7 separate regions of the Mus musculus genome follow, and all the other regions are linked to region 7. Evidence: chromatin contacts called from public promoter capture Hi-C data. All regions are on one chromosome and are shown on one strand. The core of a region is the stretch at or near the end of the contact, and the rest is flanking DNA. Distances in the headings are between cores, read along the strand shown.

The links. Promoter capture Hi-C pulls out the DNA fragments that hold promoters and counts their contacts.
Region 1: a contact with region 7 is called in a promoter capture Hi-C map of liver, with 4 times the contacts expected there. The contact joins the promoter of Rhbdl1 here to the promoter of 1810013A23Rik in region 7. A contact is called at or near these places in 1 of 39 promoter capture datasets (liver) and 1 of 9 other capture datasets (liver).
Region 2: a contact with region 7 is called in a promoter capture Hi-C map of liver, with 6 times the contacts expected there. The contact joins the promoter of Axin1 here to the promoter of 1810013A23Rik in region 7. A contact is called at or near these places in 2 of 39 promoter capture datasets (liver and pre-B cells).
Region 3: a contact with region 7 is called in a promoter capture Hi-C map of liver, with 4 times the contacts expected there. The contact joins the promoter of Decr2 here to the promoter of 1810013A23Rik in region 7. A contact is called at or near these places in 3 of 39 promoter capture datasets (hippocampal neurons, liver and pre-B cells).
Region 4: a promoter capture Hi-C map of liver shows a contact between it and region 7, with 6 times the contacts expected there. The contact joins the promoter of Pgap6 here to the promoter of 1810013A23Rik in region 7. A contact is called at or near these places in 2 of 39 promoter capture datasets (liver and pre-B cells).
Region 5: a contact with region 7 is called in a promoter capture Hi-C map of pre-B cells, with 5 times the contacts expected there. The contact joins the promoter of Fbxl16 here to the promoter of 1810013A23Rik in region 7. A contact is called at or near these places in 2 of 39 promoter capture datasets (liver and pre-B cells).
Region 6: a contact with region 7 is called in a promoter capture Hi-C map of liver, with 5 times the contacts expected there. The contact joins the promoter of Mettl26 here to the promoter of 1810013A23Rik in region 7. A contact is called at or near these places in 2 of 39 promoter capture datasets (liver and pre-B cells).

What each region holds. Positions count from the first base shown.
Region 1 is chr17:25,834,991-25,838,724 of GRCm38.p6, forward strand. Rhbdl1 (rhomboid like 1) reads right to left here and starts at 2,137. Exons shown (of 8, transcript NM_144816.1): 1 at 1,998-2,137; 2 at 1,421-1,582; 3 at 979-1,203; 4 at 755-903; 5 at 480-592; 6 at 287-387; 7 at 147-207; 8 at 1-66. The coding sequence starts at 2,036. It overlaps Rhot2 (ras homolog family member T2), which reads right to left. Exons shown (of 19, transcript NM_145999.3): 19 at 3,467-3,734.
Region 2 is chr17:26,137,399-26,140,953 of GRCm38.p6, forward strand. It overlaps Axin1 (axin 1), which reads left to right and starts at 1,288. Exons shown (of 11, transcript NM_009733.2): 1 at 1,288-1,643. Gm46600 (a long non-coding RNA gene) reads right to left here and starts at 1,354. Exons shown (of 3, transcript XR_001782196.2): 1 at 1,003-1,354.
Region 3 is chr17:26,088,416-26,091,831 of GRCm38.p6, forward strand. Decr2 (2-4-dienoyl-Coenzyme A reductase 2, peroxisomal) reads right to left here and starts at 1,749. Exons shown (of 9, transcript NM_011933.2): 1 at 1,549-1,749; 2 at 514-582. The coding sequence starts at 1,628. It overlaps Nme4 (NME/NM23 nucleoside diphosphate kinase 4), which reads right to left. Exons shown (of 5, transcript NM_019731.1): 5 at 3,330-3,416.
Region 4 is chr17:26,111,419-26,115,032 of GRCm38.p6, forward strand. It overlaps Pgap6 (post-glycosylphosphatidylinositol attachment to proteins 6), which reads left to right and starts at 1,898. Exons shown (of 13, transcript NM_021793.2): 1 at 1,898-2,149. The coding sequence starts at 2,032.
Region 5 is chr17:25,807,615-25,810,904 of GRCm38.p6, forward strand. Fbxl16 (F-box and leucine-rich repeat protein 16) reads left to right here and starts at 1,485. Exons shown (of 6, transcript NM_001164225.2): 1 at 1,485-1,772.
Region 6 is chr17:25,873,297-25,876,935 of GRCm38.p6, forward strand. Mettl26 (methyltransferase like 26) reads left to right here and starts at 2,204. Exons shown (of 6, transcript NM_026686.2): 1 at 2,204-2,430; 2 at 2,664-2,826; 3 at 2,924-2,983; 4 at 3,199-3,266; 5 at 3,365-3,443. The coding sequence starts at 2,234. It overlaps n-TGccc7 (a tRNA gene), which reads left to right and starts at 1,792; the gene lies at 1,792-1,862.
Region 7 is chr17:28,269,811-28,273,379 of GRCm38.p6, forward strand. It overlaps 1810013A23Rik (RIKEN cDNA 1810013A23 gene), which reads left to right and starts at 1,898. Exons shown (of 3, transcript NR_045427.1): 1 at 1,898-2,077; 2 at 2,391-2,434; 3 at 3,161-3,353. All of the region lies in intron 2 of Ppard (peroxisome proliferator activator receptor delta), which reads left to right.

The DNA of each region.
Region 1 (3,734 bases), core at 887-3,386, 2.4 Mb before region 7:
GTGGGCCTGAGGCAGGCAGTGGTGGGGAGAAGCGTAGCCACACAGCCCGGCCCACTTCGGAACTCACTGCAGAGGGAGCAACAGGTGGGAGGGGCCCTGTCTGCAGGTAAAGGGCCTCCCAGCGCCCCACCTGCCCCACTACTCACTGCACACCAGAGCCAGCACCATCCTCAGCAGCTTGTATGGACACCGCATCCCAGCCCAGTTCTGATGGGGGCAGGCAGACAGGCTGTGAAGCATGTCCAATGGGCCCCTTCCCACCTCCCCAGAAAGGCAGTCCCATTACCATGACAACATTGGCCAGGTGTGCTGAGCACAGGGCATAGACCCCTCCAGAGCCCCCTACCACGGGGGCACGCATATCTGTGATAGAGACAGTCAGGGAGCCTGTGGGCAAAGGGAGAGGTGAGGGCACAGCTGGCCCTCCCCTCAGCAGGTGAGGTAGGCAGGGGACCCACCCACCTATATGCCAGTCTCACCTGCCAGCACGCCCGCCAGGTAGAGCAGGCTGATGCGAAGCACGCCATGTACCATCTCCAGGGGCACACCGATCATCAGCTGCAGGAGGGCATTGAACCCTAGCTGCTCCAGCCTGGCCACAGAAGAGCATGGCAGAGGTGGTCAGATGGGTACCCTGCCTACTCCAGACCACCTCAGGCAGTGTAACTTAGCTGGGAGATAAGCCTTCAGAGTCAGTGGGCAGGTGCTGGGGGTAGGAGTGGAGAAGAGGCTCTGGAAGGCAAGGCTCACTTACCCGACATGCATGAACATGTAGGTGAGGAAGCGCCATGCCCGAGCACGGTGTCCTGGGTGATACACCAGAGGGCTCTTCATATATTCAGGGTGGTAGGTCTGGAGCACCCACTTGTTGAGACGTGCCCCGTAGCACAGGAACACGATGATCTGGGGACACTAGTGTTAGGGCTGGTCAAGACTAGGGACTCAGGAGGCCCCAGGGCAATGTGTAGGCAGGCCCACCTGGGCAAGAGTGACCGAGGCCATGAACACAGGGGGTGGGCAGGTGCGGTGCCTGTAGAAGTACCAGCGGCGGTCCACCTCGCAGGGCAGGATCTCGTAGGCCACATAGCGCACAAACCGCTTGTAGACACTCAGGCCTGGCTCATCTAGCAGTCCGTCTCGGGGCAGTGCCCGCTGTCCGTTAGCAATGGCTCTCTTGAAGCTGCTGGAACGCTTGCTGCTGATCTGAAGGGCAGGAACCTTAGTGTAGGTGACAGTATTGTTCCTGTGGAACCCTACCTTACTTGGCTGTGTGGCTGCTAATGGTCTGAGGGTCTTCCACACTGCCCAGGTCTGTAAGCCCTACCCAGTAAAAAGCTGTGTGCCCACCCAGCTTTGGTCAGGGTGCTGCGCTTGACCAGGCCTGGGCCCTCCCCTGCTGCCCACACACCATGGCACTGACCAGGTCCACCAGCTCCTGGTAGCAGACCTGGCCCCGCTCGTTGCTCTGAGCCAGAGCCACCAACATGTCCAACTTGGTGGGGTCCAGGGGCAGCTCATGGCTGTGTACCAGACCAGCGAAGGTGTCCGCACCGATGAAGCCTGTGTTCTCAGGATCCAGCTGCTGTGGTGGGGGAGTAGAGGGTGGGCCAACTCCCAGCCACAGGGCTGAGCTAGGCTGGCTAGGAAGGCTGGACCTTTGTGCCAGTCAGTGCCTGTTTGCTAGAACCAGCTTGTTCCCAGGCCCTGGCAGGGCAAGGTGCCTGGTTTGGCTGTTCTACCACCTCATATTCGCTCTACCAGTCCTAGAAAGGGGAAGGACCTAGGTCCAAGGACCACCACCCTCCATCCCCAGCTTTCCGTGGAAACCCGATGAAGCCAGACCTTTCTTGGGGTCGGGAGTCTCAGAGACCAAGGTCGTGCAGGGAGGGGGGTTTGGGAGGCGGCTGCCTGGGCCTTCTGCGAGCATGGTCCCTCCCCCGAACCCCTCACCGGCTGGAAGGGCGCCAAGGCAGTGCCAGCTCCCACCCACCACGCACCTGCTCCTGAATGAGCTGCAGCAGCGAGCTCCTGTCCATAGAGCCGGGCCGAGGGCCGGGGTCGGCCGAGGCCGGGAGGGGCTGCTCTGCGGACCGCTCCGCTCCGCCCCGGCCGGCCCGCTCCGCCTGCTCTGCTCTGCGCTCCCCGAGCTCAGACAGCGTCACCGAGATGCCAGCCCAGCGCGCACACAGCCAGAGTACGCGCATATCCTGCACGCGCACGCGCGGCCCCAACTCGACGCACTGCCTGGGTAGATCGTCCCCCACCGAACAGCTCGACCCAGAACCACTGCCTGCGTCCAGCTCTTGCACCACGTGCGGCAGAAGCTTCTCCCAGTAGGCCATAGCTGGCAGCCTGCAGCACCCAATACCCTCTTAGGCAGCCTGTTTTATTACCTTCCCTAGGATACTTTCTTTCTACTAAAAATAGGTCTGTGACCCATCCCCAGAATGTCAAGGTCCAGTTGCTCCCATCATACTTTCTCCTGAGCTGGAGCTGCTTTCAGTAGACACACTTGTCCTTATTTGCACTGTTCCAGCAACGAAGCCCCAGGTTCCCTATTCATGGCCAAGGCTGGAAGCTCTAACCAAACATCCCTGAATTGGATTTGAGATAGCAGGGCCTCCAGTGCAAAAACACCAGTCAAGAAGGCACAGGGGATAGCCAGGAAGAGCCACAAATAGCCACGTGAAGGTAGAACTGACTGCAGCTTGGATAAGGGAGGGGGTGTGCTCCTGAGGACAGTGAAGGTGACAGACCAATAGGATGTGTAACCATGGCAACCCCCCCAAGTATCATTCAAAACAATCTGCTACTGCAAAGATGGGATGGCAGTTATTCTTGCCCGATGGGCCTCTACAGGGAATACAGCTGCCTACAATAAGCAGCCTGCCTAGATGCTCAGTGGGACGGCAGGCCAGTAGGTTGGGACTGGAGCAGGAGGCAAAGGCCTCATTTTTCAGGGATCCCTGTTCTGTGGACATTCTGGGGCAGAGAGAACCCACCTGACCCAACCCAAGTGACTCGTTGAGTGTATGGATTCCTGTTTGGGTGTCTTTGGTGGTAGGAGGTCATGTCACAGGATCAACTCCGAGTCCATCATTCACTCAGCTTCTGGCCAGGTTGAGATCTATGGCTGGCCCTTGCTTGTAACAGCCAGGCTACACATAAAGCCCAGGTTCTCAGCAGAGCCAGGCAGGCTGCCTGGGCTGTGTGGAGTGTGGGGCAATGAAGAACCAACAGCAGAAGCAATGTTCCCAGAGAAGCAGCAGGAGCCCTCTCACACACACCCCCACCCCCATGACACTGATGGATGCTGGCATTACTAGACAGCAGACCCCTTAACTGGACCTTCCGTAGCCATTAATCAGCATGACTAGTGAGACCACAGAATGGGAACCAGGACACAGGGGAGACGTCTCAGAAGGGTCAGGTGGCATTTCCAACTCACACAAAAACAGCAGTCACATTGCGATTGAAAAGCCATTTTTTATGGGGCTGGAGAGAGGACTTGGTGGTTCAGAGCACTTGCTGCCTCTGCAGAGGACCTGGGTTTGTTTCCAACACCCACGGGATGGCTCACAATCATTAGTTAACTCCAGTTCCAGGGAACTCTGACATACTCATTTGGCTTCTGTCGGTACCAGGCACACACACGGGGCACTTACATATATGGGCAGGCAAAACACTCAAACTCATAAAAATAAGCATATTTTTGAAAGAAAGAAAGAAAGAAA
Region 2 (3,555 bases), core at 38-2,537, 2.1 Mb before region 7:
GCCAAGGCTATCTACTGCTCACTCAGTGGTCGTGATTGTTTCTTCTAATGGTATGAGGCTGAATGGTCTGGGTCAGGGGCTGCTAGAGAGTCTCCAGTGCCCAGAGGCCGGAGGACCTGAGGCTGCATTAGATGGACAGAAGTGAACATGAAACTTGTCCTGGCATTTGAGGGGGGGGGCACTATCTATACCCCAGCCCCAGACCTGAGGCTCAGTGATGAGTCTAGGAGGGGAATTTGTCAGGCTTGGTCACCCTAGTAGCTATAGTTCAAGTGGTTCCTTCTCTATACATAGCAATCCTGGTCCTCGGTACTGTGCTAAGTCCTCTTAAGGGACAGGTGGCAGGGTTAGGATCACCCCAGTCAGCTGTGGGTTTAGAGTCTGAAGCCAGTACTACTGCTTTTGCCTGTGAGCCATGAAGAAGGGACAAGGCAATGAGGGAGAACAATGTCCAGAACAAAACATGGCAGTGGCACTGGCAGCAGCAGTATAAAAGCATGTAGATGGCAAGTGCAGATGCAGCCAGTATAGGGTGGTATGGGTACCAGGAGTCCTCTGGCCAAGGTGAGGTCTGGGTGGGTGCGTACTAAGCCTAGGTCACAACTTTTTGTCTGCAAAATGGACTACCTGAGAGGTGTCAGGGGCTGATTTGACTGGTAGATGACATTCTTAAGTGCAGTAATTACTTGTGTTCACATATTTCTCCTTGGGATGTGGCTGACCGAGGGTTGAGACCTGCCAAGTAGAGAGTTGTGCATCTATGTTCCTGTGGTGGGGCAAAATGGAGTTGACTCTTTGCGCTTGCAGACTTAGCAAGAGATGCCTTGCAGACATTATAAGTGTTATGTGTGTATTTGTGTGGAGGGCGACCAGCTACCCAGAAACTCTACTCTCTCAATAGCATCTGCGATCAGATATGAGTGGTCTGCCTTCAGTGTACTGGCCTAGGGTTCAGTGATGGCTGTGGTTGTTGAGCGCGCTCAGGGCTGTTTCCCATGGCACCTTTCGGGACGAGCAGTAGTCGTTGCCCCATTGGGCATCCTCCGCGGCTACGTTTCTTTTCAGCGGCACTCCTAGTTCACGCCCCGCCTTCACCACCGCAAGACAGTGCTTGGCTCCTGAGTACGCCGCAGTCCCGCCTTTCGCTCAAGACTCTGCCCCTTACTCTTCTTGTCCTCGGACTCCCACCCGCCCCGTGTTAGAAGCTCCGCCCCACACCGTGGTTCTGCCTCTACAACGAGACCCAGCCTCCGCAGCAGTCCCGCCCCACACCACGGCCCCGCCCCCGCACTTCCGGGCGGCGCCGGCGGGGGCGCTCAGGCCTGGGCTTCAGGGCTCTGGGCTCAGGCTCCCGGCTCAGGGAAGCGCTTGCGGCCGCCGCCGCAGGAGCCTGCTGGGGTCGGGCTGGAGCCTGGTTCCAGAGAGGGCTGGTGAGAGTGAGCAGCCGGTTTTGGCGGCGCTCTGCGGCCTGCCTTGCGCCGCCTCCGGGCCACGGGTCGCCGAGCCGCCGCCGCCGCCGCGATGGGGGCCCCCCAGGGCCGCGCCCCCGCCGTGGCCCGCCCGCTGAGCCGCCGCTGAGCGCATGGGCCTCGCCGGGCCGGGAGCCAGGCCCCGGGCCGCGCCTCCACAGCCGCCGCGCGCTGGTGAGTAGTGGGAGCCGACGGGCGCGCTCCTGTGGCGCGGAGGCCTGCTGCCCGGGGCTGCGGGAGTAGGCCGCGCTAGGCCGGCGTACGCGGACCCGGAAGAGAGGGGCGCGCGGGTTGCGGGCGGGAGGCGTGCCGGAGCGCGGCCCCTGATGTGCGAGGTTGTGCCCGGCGTAGGGAGACCTGAGATCCAAGGGGACGTTGAGCGGAAGAGGTGGCAGGCTCCGCAGTATGAGTAGAGGCGTGGGGACTGCATGGTATGCTAGGTATATATGAGGAGAAGGGCTTGGGGGTGGGGGGGGCGATGTGCCAGGGACAGGACGATAGTAGGGCATGGGGAAAGCAAGGCCTGTTTGAACAGGACCAGGGACTAAGGAAAAGCAAGGATTCTAAGAATGATGTACAGGTGGGTGTGTGTCTGCCGAGTGTGGTGTACTGTTGATGGGTCTGGGACACATTTAGGATATGGGTGAGTGGGTGCTGAGAAGCTGCTGGTGCTAGACTGTGTGTGTGTCTTCCTTTGCGCTATCCCCTAGTCCCTATGAAAAAGTAAAGTAGGGACGAGTAAGAACAATCCAAGGAGGGCACTCTCTGGTGTGGTTTGGCTTGCCAGATAACCACTTGTCCTGGTGTTCATTGCCTTACTTAATAATGCTCCCCCCAAACAAAACAAATTCACCCAAAACCAAAGCCCAGAGCGAGCATTTTTAGTTGGGCATAAGGATTTTTTTCGGCTCATCTGAAGATAACTTGTAAAGAGTTCGCAATAACTGTGTACTCCTCCCCTTTACTCCAATGCGTTCCTTTACTCACAGTCCGTTTTGGAGAACATGGAGTCTGACTTTACCTGAGAGAGGCAGTACTAGCTGGTTTCAGTTTTAGAGCCCACTTCAGGGCCGAGAAAATATAGGGAGCACAGAGATTTTGTTTGATTTTTCAGCAGTATTGACTTGTCCTACATCTTTCAGAGAAACACCGTTACGACTTTATGTGATGGGGGACTGCACTAGATATGAAATGAGAGTCCTGACCTTTCAAGAATTTAATCAATGGCTCGTTAGTATGATAGTCATATTATTACTTCCACGTTCCACCTAAATCATAAGCTTGGAAGCTATACTTGAGTATAAGCAATATATACAAATACACCCAGGGCTGTGTGTTTTGACAGTGTCAAAGGGAATTTTATATATGATATCAGGTTTATATATTACCTTTATAGAGTCACTTTATAAGTCTTGGTTGCAGATTTGAGGCTGGATTTGGTGCAATGGGCTTTAGATTCTTACTGAATTATCATAGCTGCTTTATGTGTGGTATTTCTGTGTGCCTTAAGTGTTAGATGTTCTCTGTGGGAGCCCAGGGGTTATTGGAAATTGGGCTGTTTCAGTGTTAGTAATTTTGGGGAATGTTTCGTGTTCAGGTACAGGTAGCCAGGAGTGCAGGCCCCTTTTTCCTGTGATGATATCCTAGATAAGAGCATAGTAGACACGATGGGCTGGTGTGATGTTTTAGATATCCAATGTGCTTACCACATGCAGACAGAACTACCAGAAAGTGACTGAGGTTAAAGAGAGGTATAGGAGGTCAGTGAGCAGCAAACCACAGTCATAGGGCCTGTGAACTTAAGAAACAGGCTGGTCCTGCTGAGGCTGAGATTATAGCTTGCCTAAGAAGTCATTAGCTGCAGAAATGTCATAATTGTGACCCATCTCTTATTTGTACATGCCTTTTCCTTGTAGCCATTAGTAATCTAGCCATCAGCATTGTTAGCAGGTAAAGTGTGTATTCTGTGAGAATGAGCAAAAGATAGATTTCATGGAAGTCAGGGCTCAGCACTGTTGAATGGTAACCAAGGACAGCCACTCCCTTTTTGGTTGTTTTTTGTTTTGTGACGGTCTCTTATACCCTC
Region 3 (3,416 bases), core at 499-2,998, 2.2 Mb before region 7:
GGTGACAACAGTGTCTATGACCTGCTCCACAGGTTTTCATAGAAGCTACACCAGCTTATTTAATCTTCCCGACTCTGAATAGACAGGGCTTTGTTCTACTAGAAGAAACTTCATAAAGCCACCAGCTCTGAATAATAATCTACTACTTGGAGCCTCAGTCGATTCTTGTGGGACTCACGTCCAGTTGTGAAAAGCTGAGTGCTGGGGAAGACTGGAGAAGGGTTCTTCTACCTCCACCTCCACAATTCTGAGCCTCCACCAGCTTTGGTATCGAGCTGCTAATCCTCTCAATGAGGTCACAAAACCTGTGTCCAAGGGACACTCTTCTCCCACATCAGCAGCACCCCGTCAACGTACGAGGCTGTGAGGCTAGTCACACACAGTCTCAACTAATTCTAGGAGACCACAAAGGTCCTGACCTCTCCCCAAGACAGCATTCAACCACTCCCCCAAATCCACCAAGATCCAGACAAAGGGACGTAAGGTGGCAGGAAGGGTTCCGGTAGTGTGTACCTCATGAAAATCTCTGCGATCCGGAAGCCAATCCCAGAACCACCACCTGTGATAAAGGCCACTTTGTCCCTTCAAAAACAAGAAAATGTAGTCATTTTTAAATATTTATTTGTTTTACCAGTATGAGTGTTTTGCCTGTGTGCCTACAGAGAGTTGAGTCCTCGTGTGGATGCTGGGAACCAATGCTGGGTCTCCTGCAAGAACAGTAAGTGCTCTGAACTTATTCAGCCATCTCTCTAGTCCCTAAACTCTTCTTTGAAAACCATGTTTTAGCTTGATGGGGGATGCATGCCTGTAATTCCAGCCTGTGAGAAGTGGAGACAGGGGGACCAAGAATTAAAAGCCAGCCTGGTCTACAGAGAGAGTTCTAGGACAGCCAGGGCTTCACAGAGAAACCTCATCTCGAAGAGCTTTAGATAGATAGATCTCTGTTAACTCAAGCTCAAATAGATAAGCGGCCCGTGGAGAACTTTCACTCCATGAACTTCTACCCAGTTTCGCTATGAAGGAAAACATGCTCCTGCTAAACAGGTACTCAATGAATTTGCAAGACATAAATCCCCAGCCATAAAACTGCAATCTTTAAAGTCGGTTATTTTTAGGCTCCCTAGAAGTTCGGAGGTGAAGGAGTTTATTTAGCCTAAAATTTTCTGCGTAGTAAGTTACCAAGAGAGACTTGTTTTCAAAAGTGAGCAAGCGCCGGGCGTGGTGTCGCACGCCTTTAATTCCAGCACTCGGGAGGCAGAGGCAGGCGGATTTCTGAGTTCGAGGCTAGCCTGGTCTACAAAGTGACTTCCAGGACAGCCAAGGCTATACAGAGAAACCCTGTCTCTAAAACAAAACAAAACAAAGTGAGCAGCTTCCACCCTCAGTCCCTCATCCCATTCTTCCAGAACCCCAAGAAACTTCAGGTCTACGATTGCCCAGGAACGGAGTACTGAGCATCTGTCCTCTGTGATGTCACATCCAGTGGCAGATTCGTTAAACCCTGTGCCCCAAGTCTGGATCGCCCCCTGGTTCCCTGCTTTAGCTCACTGGAGAAGATCCGGGCAGAAGAGATGGTGGTATTCAGGAAGACAGTCATCCCCCTCAACGTCGGGCGGCGGCTGGGCCATGATTGCTGCGTGTCCGGGATGGCAAGGACAGTGGAACCAGGAACCAGATCTACCTTTCCAACGCAAAACGCAGCGTTCTGCAGGTTGCTCGCTCCGCCCAGAAAGATCCAGGACCAAAGTTCTGCCCCCACATCAAGCCGCCCATCAGACGGGGGTGGGACAGGGGCGCCCCACCCCAAAAAGGTGCCTGGGCCCTTCAAGCCTTCCTATCACAGACCCTCCCGCAACTCCCAGCCTCCAGCCCTTCCCACTCGACCAGGCGGACACCCCGCCCTCGGTGGCGCGCAGCCTGCTGGGACTGAGAATGGGAGGAGGCACTGATACAGAGGCCCAGAGACGCTCCAGCCAGTTAAATGCCCGGTTCCTTTCCCAGTTGGTGTCTGTGCAGCCACTTAGTCCATATACCCAAGCTGGCCGGGCTGCGTGCTATCAGCTGTGGAAGTCGGAACTCCAGATGAACACCGCTCTTGGACACTACCTCCCAGTGCAGAGAATCTGGAGCTTGCAAACCCAATAGCTCCCTCTCGTGGCTAACCCGGGTGGAAAGTCCAGAGTGAACCTCTTGCTGGCTGGCAAGAATCACTGCACTGAAACTCAGAGAACCAAGAACTGGGTTCCATTGTCTAGATGTCAAAGAGTGAAATGACTTATCAAATTAGCCACAGAAGCTGTCATGATGTACCTGCAACTGAATCAGTGACTCTGGGATCCGGGGTGAGATGTGACTTACATGTGTCAATGTGAACATAAATGGACATCAGGCCGTGGTGGTCATCATGGACAGCATCAGGTCGGGAGTGGAGGATACTCTTTTGTGCCTGGGTTGCATTGAGGGAGAGATGAGAGTAGCCCTTGGAGTGTTAGGCTCTGCTGTTCCAACTTCAGGAGACCTGATACACAATACCCACAAAGACTGGTGTGTACTCCTACTGAAGGCTCGCTCACTGGGCCTTGAAGAAGCCTCAGGTCCGGTCTATTCTTTACTGCCATCCTCAGACAAATCAGATGGGCAGGAGCTATACCAGCGCCCGCAAAAGAACCCCAATTGGATTCTCAATTTCATGGGCCCTGGATTCTTGCTTGGTTCTTGCATTTACCCAAAGTCGAGGGATCCTTCCTTTCTTTACTCAAAGCTCTAAGCTTCAGGCCTAATGTTTTATACCATGCATAAAAACACTCATTAAAGTGCTTGAGTAAAGCAATTTCCTCCACATTTGTCATGACTATGGGACATCATGGTGCATCATTGCTCTGGTGACCTATAGCTTGGCCCTGTAGTCGTGCCAATGAAATAAGTAGAATACGGTGGTAGCTGGGACTAGGGGAGTAGTAATCCAGGATCGGCATTATACACTGGCCTTAACTCCTCACCTAGGACTTTCTACTCCCCTGTAGGAGGTAGGTAAACTGAAAGCAGGATCCCATCAGGCTTGCTGTCACTGCCCATGCTGGGGGCAGGGGGACCTTTCAGTGACTCGGCTGTCCTGAGGTCACCCATGTTTCTGTGGCCAATCTCTCATCCACGGTCCCATAAGCCAGTCCAACGAACTCATGGGTTCACCAACTGGAAATGGTTGGAATTGTTACTCTAGTCTGTTATTGGTGCCCTAGAGGGGGTGAACAAGCATTTGTTCATATCTCCCAGGAAAGGTCACACAGTGCTGAGATAGCAGAACTAGTAAGTAGACCATTTCCATTTTAAGCATAAAATTTTAATGTCTCTCCTTTGAGGCAGGTGAAGTCACCTTTGACAATGCCCCAAAGGTTGTCTGGCACTTTTGTACACAA
Region 4 (3,614 bases), core at 648-3,147, 2.2 Mb before region 7:
CTCCCTTCCCCCAGGGCGCAGCACGGTGACCAGATGCCAACTTCTTTTGCAGATATTCCATACCTTTGATACATAGACATGAAAATTAATTTTATTTTTCTATGGGAGTGGCCTAGGAGACCAGAGGAGCTTATCTGATCCCCTAGCTGGAGTTACAGGTGGTTATGAGCCACTTAACATGGATTCTGGGAACTGAACTTTCGTCCTCTAGAAGAGGAGCAAGGGCTTTTAACCTGTGGCTATCACTCTCTCCAACACAAGATGTGAATTTCTCTCACTCAATTAAAACATCCCCCCCCCCCCACTTTCCTAACACAGTACATCATTCCCAAACAAAGCACAATATTTTCCTTTTTTTTCTTGAGGAGAAAGGGGAGGTGTTGAGAAAGGAGTTCTTGTGTAGCCCTGGCTGTCCTGGAACTCCCTTTGTACCCGAGGCCGGCCTTGAATTTAGATATCCACTTGCCTTGCCGGTGGGTGGGGCCTTTCTTCCTTCCTTGTGCTGAGATACAGGTGTGCTCTGCCCCACCAGCCCTTTCTCATGTGACCACAGTCACTTTCAGTAGGGGTGACCACTTTATATATGCATCTACCATTAGAACAGTGGGTGGATGCAGCCCCACACTTCAGTGAACCCTGGCAGGATAACAAAGGAAATAGTTTTCCTACAGGCTGGGGCTATTTTTGGAGAGTTCGGAGGCTCCTTGGGGACATTCCTTAATTTGGGCCCCATCTCCCCAAAGAGCTTTTTGATCTTTGTTTGGCAAAAGGATAAATATGCTCCAACTTTTTAACATTCTCTAACACAGGAGGTGGTCCTGTTGTTCTAATTTGCATAATGTTTTAGGAATCCTGTAGCATGTAGCACTTTGACTTTTTTCCCCCAGCTTTTCAAAACAGGGTTTCTCTGAGTACCTGGAACTCAGAGGTTGGTCTGTCTCTGCCTCCCAAGTGCTGGGATTAAAGGTGTGCACCATGACCACCCTGGTCCCTTATCACTTTCCTGAAAAGGCAGGTAATACTGATGTGGGGAGCACTTTACTAGTATCTGTAGGTCAGGCTGGCCTCACTCTTGGTGATTTTCTTGTTCTAGCCTTGCCAGCACTGGGACTTCAGCTGAGATCCACTGTACTCAGCTTTTCATGATAGGCTGCAACCTGACCTGGTGTTATTTATAATTTTTTTTTCTCAAGACAGGGTTTCTCTGTGTAATAGCTTTGGCTGTCCTGGACTTTATTTGTAAACTACCCTGGCCTTGAACTCAGAGGTCTGCCTGCCTTTGCCTCCCCAGTGCTGGAATTAAAGGCACGGGCCACAAATGTTTGGCTTATTTTTGTACGCATGTTTTTAGTGCATTGTTTTACTTTTGTTGTTGCATCGAACCCCTCTGAAAAAAGCCTCAACTTCTCTTTTTGGGCTTTCAGTTTGCAACCACATCTTTAACATGTTTGGAATATATCCCTTTGGTACCCAGAGTAGTTCATCTGACACTGACATGAAACTCGGTTACTCAAAGTGCACCTTCCCGTTTCCATTTGGTCTCTTATACTTTTGCGGCAGTTTATGGTTATGGTGTGAGGGGTCCTGAGAGCAGCTGGAGGTTCGGTTCTTCCAGGCAAGGTCAGAGTGCACCTTCGGGCGTATATGTCACGTATACGTGACATCTGTCGTCTGGTACCCCAAAGCGTTCGACAGGACCCTTCATCCTTTGCCGCCCACCCCCTCAAGCTGAGTGATCCCCAGTGAATCCGTGTCCCCTTCCAATGAGACCTTTTCGGCCCCCTGCTGTTCGCCTCCACTCTGGCCAAGGTGACGCGGTCCAGCATCCTCAGGAACCTAGACCGCAGGCCGGCTCCCTGCGGGGCGGGGCCTCGGAGGCGGAAGTGCCCGGGGCGCTGGCGGCAGGTCTATCGGAGCCATGGGAGCTCCGGGCAGAGGCAGTGGCGGCGGCCGCAGAGGCGGCGGGGGCTGCCCAGGCGGGGGCGAGCGGCGCGGGACGCGGGAGGGGTAGCTCGGGCTGAGCGCCGAGCCATGGGCCGGGTTGGGGCCGGGGGCACAGCGCGGGAGGCAGCGACCGGGTCACTGCTGCTGCTGCTGCTGCTCCTGGCTCGGCCTCCGCCTGCCGCCGCCAGCAACAGCAAGGAGAGCGGTGAGCCCGCGGGCCTACAGCGCCATCCGCGGCGCGGGCCGGGGGCGGGCGGGAGGCGGGGATTGTGACTCACGGGGGGCACCTGTGCGTTCACCTGGCGCGGCGTTGAAACGAGGTTCTCATCTTGGGTTGCGCCCCCTGCGGGGCATCCGGGCCAGAAAAACCCCCATGCCCGCTTTTCCGTTCCGGGCCCGCCGAGTTCGCTCACTTGGAGCGGATTCTACCGGTCCGTCTCTCCTGTGCTTTAGAGACGCGACTGTGGCACCCAAGAGCTGGGAGGTAGAGGAACCTATCTCCGAAGAATAGCTGAACCGTGGTGACGCAAGGGACAGTATCTGGTAGAAGGGTTGAGCTAGAGAAAGTTGGGCAGACCCTGGACTAGGGGGGGTCTAACCAGCATTATGTTCCTAATCCAATCCCAGGAAGGTCACTCTTGATTGCTGATTTTGCTTCTCACCGACTGTGCTGCCAGCTGGCCCTAGAGAAGCTGGCTGACCAGAATGGATGTAAAGAAAGGGTACTCCCTTATAGGGGAGCTTCCTAACTGCTTTTTGTTATTTCTGCTCCGCAAGTGGGAACGCACTGGACTACAGTTTAAGGAGGCAGTTAGATCTTTGACCCTCTGTGTTCTGCCTACCCGCAGACATTTAGAAATAGGAAAGATGAGTACTTTCCCTTCTCTTGCCCGGCGGGAAACTCCCCGGGAGACCTTTGTGCTACCTGGTGTTCCTTGGACCTTTCCGGATGTTGACTGTACCTCCCATTTCCACCCCCTCCTCCCTTGGAGCTCTTGTTTCTTTCTTTTTTATTTATTTATTTATTTACTTATTTATTTATTTTTATTATATGTAATTACACTGTAGCTGTCTTCAGACACTCCGGAAGAGGGAGTCAGATCTCATTACGGATGGTTGTGAGCCACCATGTGGTTGCTGGGATTTGAACTTCGGACCTTCGGAAGAGCAGTCGGGTGCTCTTACCCACTGAGCCATCTCACCAGCCCCTTGTTTCTTTTTTTAAAGATTTATTTATTTATTATATGTAAGTACACTGTAGCTGTCTTCAGACACTCCAGAAGGGGGAGTCAAATCTCACTAGGGATGGTTGTGAGCCACCATGTGGTTACTGGGATTTGCACTCAGGACATTTGGAAGAGCAGTCAGTGATCTTAACCGCTGAGCCATCTCTCCAGCCCGGAGCTCTTGTTTCTTTGAGGGTTGTTGTTTTTGGTTTCCGAGGAGTTGGTATAGTTTGAAATGAAAGGCAGTGTTCCCTAAAGACCTTCTGATAGATTGCTCCATACCACATCCTATTTGTTCCTCCTTCTCCAGCCCTGGGATTAAGCCCAAGTGAGAGTTGATGGCTGGGTGGGGGACAAGTGGCTCTGTGGCCCTGGCTGCTTTGACGTGTGGGTAGTATCTCTGACAGTTGCTGGGGTTTGGAAGGTGTGGGGCAGAGTACCTTT
Region 5 (3,290 bases), core at 235-2,734, 2.5 Mb before region 7:
CAATCACCTGGTGGCTCACAACCATCTGTAGTGGGATCTGACGCCCTCTTGTGGTGTGTCTGAAGATAGCCATGGTATACTCACATACATAAAATATATAATTTTTTTAAAGACTGGTAGAAGAGGATTCTAATATCAGTCTCTCTCTCCTCTCTCTCTCTCTCTCTCTCTCTCTCTCTCTCTCTCTCTCTCTCTCTCTCTCTCTTTCTCTCTCTCTCTCTCTCACACACACACACACACACATATACTCACTCACACACACTGCCTAAGAAATACCTGAGACTGCCCTCTAACTTCTATTTGCACCTTCACATATATGATCATACACCACACACACACACACACACACACACACACACACACACACACACACACACACACCAGCTAGGATACAGCTTACTTCCCTTTCTTATTGCCCCTAGGCCTCACATCATTCCCAGGAGACAGACCTCCCATCTCCACAGCAGTTGGTCTCATCTGAGGACATTCCACCCTGAAGCTCCTTCTCTTCCAAGACGCTACTCTGCTGTCCCAACATCTGCTGTTTCTGGTCTCAAGAGAGACCCAGATTGGGGTCCCTTTAGCCTGCTGAGAGGTCTGGCTCTCCAGCAGCCCTTAATGGGTCCTTTTACACAAACCACCCTCCCTGGTCCATACAGGCTGCCACCACCTGACCTCTACTTCATCTCAGAGCGAACCTGTGGAACTCCATAAGGCAGGTCGATTCTCGAACCATTCCTACCAAGTGCTATGGGGACAGAGAGGGCGTCTCAGATCATTTGTGACATTGTCAGAAGTAACCCCTCCCCACTATCACTCCACTGTCTTGTGTTTTCATTGACGCTTGCTTTAGTCACTTGCTTGCAAGTGTGTGACTATGTCACCCAGAACAGGGATTCTTCTGCCTGACTCGCAACAGGATCGGAAGGGATATGAATCCTAGGGGCCATAAGGAGGGTGTGTGTGTGTGTGTGTGGAGGTGCGACGATGTCGATGTCTCCACTCGGCTTCTCTTTCCTCGCCCTCACAGGTGGCAATCCAAGCAAGGGCACATAGGGCCAGTTGCATCTGCGCAGGATCCGGAACCCCACTGCCAACCGCTCGCGCCAAGGACCGCAATTCTCCTCAGCTGGCAAGATTCTGGGTCGCCACCACTTTGTGCAGATGGGACACTCGAAGCTGCTCTTCGGCCGCGCGGCCTACGGGGTTTGTTATTGTGCGAACACCGGCCGCTGAGCGGGTGCTGCCGCCTGGCGCGTGCCCGTCGGTACCGCACCGGGAGCGCGCGGAGAGGAGCGGGGCGGGGTTGGGGATTCTCGACACCTCAGCCTGGCTCTAGAACCCGGATTGGTCCGGACGCCGGGAGCGCGCGAGGGCGCGGCTCTTAGGGCCGGGCGGGGGGCACGCGCGGCGCCGGCGGCGGCCGCGGAGGAGCGCGGGGAGGAGCGCGGAGGAGGAGCGCAGGGAGGAGGGGAAGGGGAGGGAGGAGGCGCCCGCCGGGTTCCCTGCAAAGCGGCCTTATTTATCTGGGCACAGCCTCAGCCTCCCCGGTGGGAGGCTCAGGGCGGCAGATCCTCTCCCACCGGGGAGCTCCGCTCGGAACTCTGCGGAGAGGGCCCTGGCGCGGGGCGCCGGGCGCGGGGCGCAGTCGGGCCCTGCTAGCCAGTCCAGCACCTCGGCCGCCTCCGCGCTAGGCGGCTCGGGTGCTGAGCTCCCCATGACGCGAGGTCGCCCGGCGGACAGCGTGGCATGAGCCAGAAGCCCTGGCCGAGGTAAGGTGTGTGTGCGCGCGCGGCCAGGCTGCGGGGAGGGGAGGGTCCAGGTCGAGCCACTGCCTCCGCGAAGGCTACAATGAGGAGGGGGCGGGGTGGGGACTTGGGACTGCGCCGCGGCCGCCGCCGCCTGAGCAGGGCTTACGTAATCGCAGCCCCTTCCCCACCTCACCCTTCGGCCGCTGAGCCAGCGGTTCCGCAGCCCCTAACCCTAGTGGCCGGCCTGATTGCGCCCCGCTCGCTACCGGCAGCGCGGTCAGGCTGTATCTCCGTACCACGGAATTGCTGAGAGGAAGCACGGTGGCTGCGAGGACGCGGAACTGCAGGCCGTCAGCCCCCACTCCTTCTGGCTTGGCTCTGGGCTCTCCCCACTCCAGCCCTATGAGCCTCCGGCGGACTGGAGGACGTGACAGGTGTTGATACAATTAAAAGGGAGGAGCCATGTGGATATGTGGCCTAGGGGTCCTGGACGCCTTCTGGACATGAGCTGGTATAGAGCTGCCGCCCACAGCTCTATACCAGGGAGTGGGCTGGCATGTCTTTGGTTCTAGAAAAAGAAAATGGGCCTTGGCCAAGATTGGAAGGCTTCAAAATGGGGAATGGGCATCCTGAGATTGCTGAGCAGGGCTTCCATGTCCTTCTAGGATGTTAGTCAGTGGGGGATCCTCCCCACCCGTCATCCCAGGAGAGAAGGCTGCACTGTTGAGGCCTGGATCTGGCCTAGCAGCCCTCCTGCTAGCCCCTCCCAGCCCGAGCCAGCAGCTGACCTCCCAGGAGCAGATGGCAGATGCCACTTCACCTGCTCCCTCCTGGAGGCCCGACTTCCACTGCCATCTTGTCCCAGGGCCCACTGACCAGGGTCTTCTCAGGCCTCCCTGCTGCCCCTTCGGGACACGGGACCCTCTGTTCCAGCCCAACACTTTGATGAAGTGCTGGACAGCAGCCTCATCGCAGCAGGGGGGAGGGGCGGGGGGGGGGCCGGTGTTGGGACAGGAGCCTGGATGATTAGGGGCTGCCTAGATCAGGTCAGAGGCATGGTGGAGCCTCGATTTCCTGCCTAGACGTGGCCTGAGGGCCGGGCTGGGAGCCATTGGGAGAAGAGAGGGAAAGTCAAGGTTGAAAACGTGGGTGATGTTGAGATAGCCCAAGATTCAGCAGCCTCATTTCCTGCCACCCTCACTATTTGCCTCCCCAGTCACCCATACTGTAAGTCCAGGACACGTATGCACTCACCTGTTCTCCCAAATACACCTGAACAGGTCCCGTCTCGCACTGATGAAGTTAAAACAAGTGCATCTAGGTAGCCCTGAGAGATTGGGCTCTCTATTTCAGAGGCACTAGAAGGGGCTTCTGGTGGGCATCACTCAACCTTCCTGACCATAAGCCTTCACCTCTGAGAGTCACTGATGAACCTTCCGGGACTGGCACTGGGGGGGGGGGGAAGGCAGCAAAGCAAGGTCAGGAGGTCAGTGAGCAGCCCTGAACTGTCCCCATTAGTGGTCAGATGGCCAAACTGGC
Region 6 (3,639 bases), core at 954-3,453, 2.4 Mb before region 7:
CAGCATCAGGCACTCAGGATCTCCAGGAAGCAGGTGCTCACACAGGCCAACTGCAAGCAAAGTCTCCTCTCCCATCTGATGGCCTCTGACCTCAGTAATTAGGGAAAGTGTTGGTGCATCCAGAGCAGCAACTCCCACAGGAGGGTATTAACCAGAGGCCAAGAACCCTTAAATGTCTTGTTGAGCGCTGTTCTCTAACGCAGCCTCCCTGTGGGGAAGGGGAAGCAAGAAGATCAATCTAGGGCTGTCATCAGTCTCCCTATTTCCTGGTTTTTTGTTTGTTTATTTTTCAGACAGGGTTTCTCTGTGTGCTGAGACTAAATGTGTATATGCTACGCGATGCTTTAGGAACTAGTTTTGGCCGGCGTGGTGGCGCATGCCTTTAATCCCAGCACTCAGGAGGCAGAGGCAGGCAGATTTCTGAGTTCGAGGCCAGCCTGGTCTACAAAGTGAGCTCCAGGACAGGCAGGGCTATACAGAGAAACCCTGTCTCGAAAAACCAAAAAAAAAAAAAAAAAAAAGAATTAATTTTGATTCTTTGTTTTGTTTTGTTTGTTTTGTTTTCCAGACAGTTTCTCTCACTGTGGACTAGCCTCTGACTCTCCAGTACCACCACCAACAGGCCCCAGTTGAAATTTAAGTAGCTCCCTGGCTGTCCCAGGCCCTCTTCCAGGGGCTCTCCTTGAGACAGGGCATGTTTAGAACAGTGTTGCACTTTGATGGAGAGAAAGAATCATCCACGACCTCTCCTGAACTTGGACATATGGAAGATGCTCACACCCCCAGCTCCTCTGCCCAAAATCCCACGAATAATCTATGGGAAAAGCAAGCCAGGTATGCAGAGGCTGAGGCTGTAAAAGGGAGAGTCTGACTCAGGTCCAGTCAAGGTCACTACCAATGTCAGACATCCATAACCATCTGTCAGGGGCTGCTCAGAGTGGGTGAGGGGTTGGACTTCAGGACTTTCCCCGAGTCTGGACTGATAACTTTTCAGAGGCATTTCTAGAGTGGCCACCCTATATCTCATCCTTGGGCCATGTCACTCACATAGTTTAACAGTTTGACTACACTCACACCCCTGGTCACTCCGGCTGAATAGACACCTCAAACACAGCCCCAAGCAGGAGCCATGTTTAACCCTGAGCTCCATGATGTAGTATGGGGCAGAGTAGCCCACGCAACCTTTGAACTAACTGTTGGCAATCAAGCGTGAACGTCTCGGACATTTTCTAAAATCCAGCCCCTGTGAGAAATGAACCACTTCAAACCACACAAAGGTGAGAATCAGAGAAGTACCCTTGTCCGTGCACTTGTCGCTTCGAATTTCATTTCAATAGTCACTGACCGCCTCCTGCTATCTATCCGTGGACCTCGAGCTAATGCCAGCCGTCTCAGCGTCACACAAAGCTCATCTGAGCCCAAAGTGTCCCAGACCCGAGGATTCCTGCATCTGGGTTCCCCAAGCTCCATTCTGTTACCGCCCATGCCCACAAGGCTTGGCTTGTTGAACCTCAGGACCTGAGCGCGACCTCAGGCTTCCAAGAGATCGCGACCGCTATGGTTTCCATGGCGCAGAACCAAATCCTGTCTATAAATCTCACGGTACCCACATTTTCTCCTTTCCCTTGGACGACAGCAACAACACTTTGGGATCTGGTGGGATATGTTGTTCTGCAAACGCTTGCCAATAGAGAAACGGAGCGCAACAGAAAAGACACAGGCATAATGCTGTTACATTAACATGCTTGCGTCACAATTCGTATGCCCTACGGACTGCAGTCTCGCTCAACAGCGCCGCTGGTGTAGTGGTATCATGCAAGATTCCCATTCTTGCGACCCGGGTTCGATTCCCGGGCGGCGCATGTTCTTTTTATTTTCCCGTTCATCTCTGAAAAGGAAGGATGCCTTGCAATCTTAAACACCATTCCAAAAAAGGTGAGGCGCAAACGCAACAAATGAGCTTTTAAACAAATACAGCTGAAAGACTCCAGGAAACCATAGCCTCTACTCGAGCCTTGTTCCTTGTCCGAAGTCACCGCTAAATCCCGGCCGCCGGAATCAGTTTCCCGCAGATGCAAACCCTTTTAGGAGTTGAGAGGCCTCCTAACAGTTATACTGTTGCAAGCGGCTGGCCCTTTCGACCACAACTCCCGTAGTGCCCCGCGCAGGAGCTGGACCACAGCTCCCGTGGTGCCCCGCGCGCATTCTGGCTGGGGCTGGCCGCACCGCTGCGATGATGATGGCTGCGGCTGCTGAGAGAAACAAGGAGCCCATCCTGTCCGTACTCCGCCAGTATGTGGATCCTGCCCAGCGCTGTGTTCGCGTGCTCGAGGTGGCCTCGGGCTCTGGACAGCACGCGGCACACTTTGCACAGGCCTTCCCGAATGCCGAGTGGCAGCCGTCGGACGTGGACCAACGCTGCCTGGACAGGTGCGGCGGCGCGGTGTCTTTCCCTTGCGGCCGCTTGGGGCTGAGTGAACGGCGGGGCTGGCAGACCGGAAATCAGGACAGGCCTAGGTTTGGGTGCCAGACTGAGGTAGTAGAAGCAATGGGCTGTAGGGTCGACAAAGATACCCGCTTGCTGCTCCTCAGGACTTTCCCCCCACACCCCGATCACTGAGGGGCCTCGTCAGCCCTTGCCCATGCGCTGCTGCTCTCCACAGCATTGCCGCCACCACCCGAGCCCAAGGGTTGTCCAATGTGAAGGCTCCGCTGTACCTGGACGTGACCTGGGAGTGGGAGCAATGGGGCGGCATCCCACCCCGATCGCTGGACCTGTTGCTCTGCATCAATATGATCCACATCAGCCCCCTGAACTGCACAGAGGTGGGGACCACTGTGGAGCCCAGCTTTCACGTTGCAAAGAGGAAAGCATGAGTCTCCAGCTCCCGGCTTACTGTGCCCTACTTGCCTTCCTCTGCAGGGGCTCTTTAGAGCAGCAGGACACCTGCTCAAAACCAAGGCTGTGCTGATCACCTACGGGGTGAGTGACCCTACCTTAAGACACCCCTATCAGCCTTGGGTGTTTCCCCACTCTTGAAGCCCAGGGCCCGGGACCTAGCTAGCCCTTTTCCTTCTTGAGTGCAGAAAAAAGTTATTCTTTCTATACTCCTATGGAAAGAACTCCATCCTATCCTGCAAACTAGCTGTGTGGGAACGACTGACTTTGGGCCTATGTATTGTGTCTTGTTCTCACAGCCCTATGCCGTCAATGGGAAGATCTCTCCCCAGAGCAACGTGGACTTTGACCTGACCCTCAGATGCAGGTCAGATCTGGCTAGGAGGTAGCTTGGCTCAGAGAGAGGGTAGGCGGGATCATAACCTCAACTCTGCAAATGCCTTCTACCTTCCTCCCCAACTGCAGGAACCCAGAGTGGGGGCTTCGTGACACAGTCCTTCTGGAGGAACTAGGCCAGGCCAGTGGCTTGGTCCTGGAGAGGATGGTAGGCAGGGCGATGTGGGGGTGGGGAGCCTCCCTGTGATTAAGAGTCACTCCAGCCTGGCATGGTGGCGCACGCCTGTAATCCCAGCACTTGGGAGGCAGAGTGAGTTCCAGGACAGCCAAGGCTACACAGAGAAACCCTGTCTCGAAAAAACCAAAAACAACAACAACAAAAAAAAAACCAAGTCACTCCAGCA
Region 7 (3,569 bases), core at 648-3,147:
TCTAAGGAAGTGGTGGCCAAGCCCATGTCTGACGGATGAGGAGGCATAAGTCAGAGTGAGTAGTGGCTGAGGTGGCCCAGGCAGAAAGAGCTGCCTCAGTGGATGCCTCAGGGTAGGGAGCGCCCTACTGCTGGGTTTAAGATGTCAGGCCCTCTGCTTCTCCACTGACTTTGCCGACCTCTGGTGCTCTCTCTCTTTCTTCTGTCTCTTTCCACTCCGATTTAACTTACCTTATACTTACTGGTGTTTTGCCTGCATGTGTATCAGCATCATGTGTATGCAGTACTGCGTGAAAGCCAGAGGGGGTGTCAGATCTTCTTGGAACTGTAGTTAGAGACCGTGCAAGCGCTGGGGATGGAGCCTGAGGGTTAGTGCTCTTAACCACTGAGCCATCCGAGGTCTCCCCTCCGAAGTCCAACCTCAGAGTTAGGTTCACGTGTTATACCTGGGATCCAAGGCCACGGCCTGCGCCTTATCTGAGAGCTGGATGCCTCAGCGAGGTGCGGCTCACTGGCTCTGCCTGCCCCACTAGCCCTCCTGCTTGGCCTTTCCCACCTTGCCAGCGTTCATTCTTCTGCAGGCTCTGCTTCCTGTGTGGTCTCCTCACACAGCTGTTGGTGCCTGGGTCAGTGTGTTTACACATGCTCAGCACCCACGCCGGGCCAGGAAGTGACTCTACCTGAGGAGGACTCTGGCTGCTGTGCGTGCGTGCCTGCGGGAGCCTGCCCCTGGAGCCACATAAGAAAGGGCCTAAAGGACTGCAGGTTCCCAGCAGTCCCTGGCTGTCAGGATTTGGGAACAAGGAACAGAAATTTCCAGAAACCCTTCAATTTATAAATTATTCTGTGTCTTTCACACAGAATTTTAAAGGAATGTTTTCACTTTATGAATTTTAAAAGAAAAAAAACTGACTTTTCCTGCTTCCTTCATTTTTTGATGCCTGAGACAAAGGAGGGTCTCAGGCTCCAGATCTTCCCATATCTCTGTGCTGATAATGGCGTTTCAGGCACGGGGCCCCACACGCTCGTTTTAATTTAATTTTCTGATATGAAGTGTGAAGGCCTAAGTTCCATTTCCAGAGCCTGCACTAAAAGCTTGGCTGTGCACCTGCGAGCGCAGCACGGGGAGGTGGAGAGAGATGGGTCTCTGGGGCATACCGGCCAGCCTAGCCTGCTCACCAGCCTCCAGACCTGTGAGAAACCTTGTCTCAGAGGCGGGAGGTTGCTTTCCCTAGGAGGCCTGCCACCTGCAGGTTCAGGAAAGATCGTGGGTTCCCAGCCAGCCAGGACTATAGAATGGAAATCCCATTGTATAGAAGGCACCTAAAGGCCATGCCTTTAGTACCAGCAGAGGCCTGGAAGGACTGACCTCTGCGTGTGCGAGCCACTGGCGACCATCACTCCCATGTCATGAGTAATGGCAGTTAAGAAACGTTTTTTTTGTGAGCCGGGTGTGGTAGTGCACGCCTTTAATCCCAGCACTTGGGAGGCAGAGGCAGGCGGATTTCTGAGTTTGAGGCCAGCCTGGTCTACAAAGTGAGCTCCAGGACAGCCAGGACTACACAGAGAAACCCTGTCTCAAAAAACCAAAAAAAAAAAAAAAAAAAAAAAAAGAAAGAAGCGTTTTGTGATGAACCTTCAGAACCAGTATTCCTGGGTTTGGGACCACTCAACCCTGCTGCCTCTTCGCATGACTGTAACAGCACTTCCGGACCCGAGGCTGCGTGAGATTGAGCTCCCAGGCCAGGCCACTCTGCTCATGAGCCAAGCTTACTTGTGTTTGGGGACAGTCTTGCCTTGTCCCTGTGCCAGTCCTACCTCTGATGTGGTTGGCCAGCACTAAGGTCACTCCAGTACAGGGCTCCCAGGACACCACACCCTGTGTTTCCCAGCGCCCTGTGCACCTGGCAGTCTCAGGTAGAAAGCAGGCCCTCCGCTGGGCTAGCTGCAGGCCCCCTGCCTGCTCTCAGCCTCTTTTAGAGGGAAGGCTGTGTCCAAGGTATCCTGCAGGCACCCTTCCAACCCCCACCTACTCCCTCGGGGACGTGCAGGCTGTAAGGAGCAGACTGTGAGCCATGGTAAGGTCAGTGCCTAGGGTTCCCAAGCTGGCCTGTGAATCCCAGGTAGATAAGGAAGGCCCTGCCTCGATCTGGACTCCTGGGGAAGAGAGAAGCAGGAAGCTTCAGTGGGGAAAGGTGCGGAAGGCCTTGCCAAGCAGGTTATGGTGGGTGGGGAGCTACCACCTGCTGTAGCCCCAGGATTTGGGTGGAGACTGTGGTAGAGGCCTCCAGAAAAGAGGGCTGGGCAGCTGAGTGCCGAGTGGCCCGGGACTGGCTGAGTGGCCTCTGCTGCGGCGGCCCACAGCCAGCCCACAGACCTGTCTCTATCCAGTTTGCAGCATCCGCATCCTCAAGGAAGCCGCTCCTGAGCCCTGGGTGAGTAGAGAGGACTCTGTCCCTAGCACTCCTCGGTGTCCTCCAGAGCATTTATTGTTGAGAAGTCGGTGGCTAGGGCTGAATCAGTTTGTTGTCTTTCCTGTCTGGGCCACCTTGTCCTCTGCCTATTGCCACAGCACCAAGACAGTCAGCTCTCTGGGCGTTCCGAGTGCCTGTTCTGTGCTGTCCTCCCTCTTCGGCCTCCCGGGAAGCTCATGAGTTGGAGGCCAAGGCCGGAGAGTCCTGGCAAGGAACAGGTTGCTCTGTGCAGGCTGGGGAAAGTGCTGGGATGTCTTCCCCTGGCTCATGGCCACCTCAGAGCCTGCATTTCAGCACTCCTGAATGAACCAGTGTTTACAGGTTGTCCCTGTCACCAGTGTAACATCTGGTGCACAGAGGCATGTGTCCTCGGCATTCTGTGTCGAGCCGGTTCCTTGCTTGTGAGGTGAAGGAGCCCAGTGTGACCTGAGTGTGTGAGGTGTACTGTCCTGTTAATGTGGTGTGCAGGTGTCACCCCTGTAGCCTGCTTCCGGCGTTATTTCTCTGTCACATCCGCAGACCCCCTCCTGAGTGAGCGTGCAGGCTGCCAAGGGAATCTGGGGGATCCTAGCGGGTAGATCTGTGGAGGGCATGGTTGGGCTCCCATCTCTAGAGTGCTCTACTAGGGCAGGGAGAGCCCATCTGCTCCGCTGCCTCTCCACTCAACCGCTTTGTCCCTTTTCTCAGGGACCAGGAAAGCCTTGGGGACTTCCTGCTTTCCAGAGCTGAGTGAAGCAGCCCTTATCTGGAACTCGAAAGCCCCAGGAGGTGTGTGCTCAGAAGCAAACAGAGGCTGACCTGAGGCTTCCTTACGTCAGCACCCTCCTCAACTGCTCCTGGGAGCTTAGCCGATGCTTTTCTTTAAAGTTCTTACTTATGTACATTTGTTTGTTTGTTTGTTTGTTTGTTTGTTGTTATCTCTGTGTGTGCCTGTGCCCATGTATGATGGTCAGAGCACAGCTTGTAGGAAAGAGTCTGTTCTCTCCTTCTACCATGTGGGCTCACTTCAGGGCACCACCAGGCTTGATGGCAAGTGCCATGTGTCATGCCCTACCTACTGAGTCACCTCATAGGCAGAGCTTCAAGCTTCACTTCT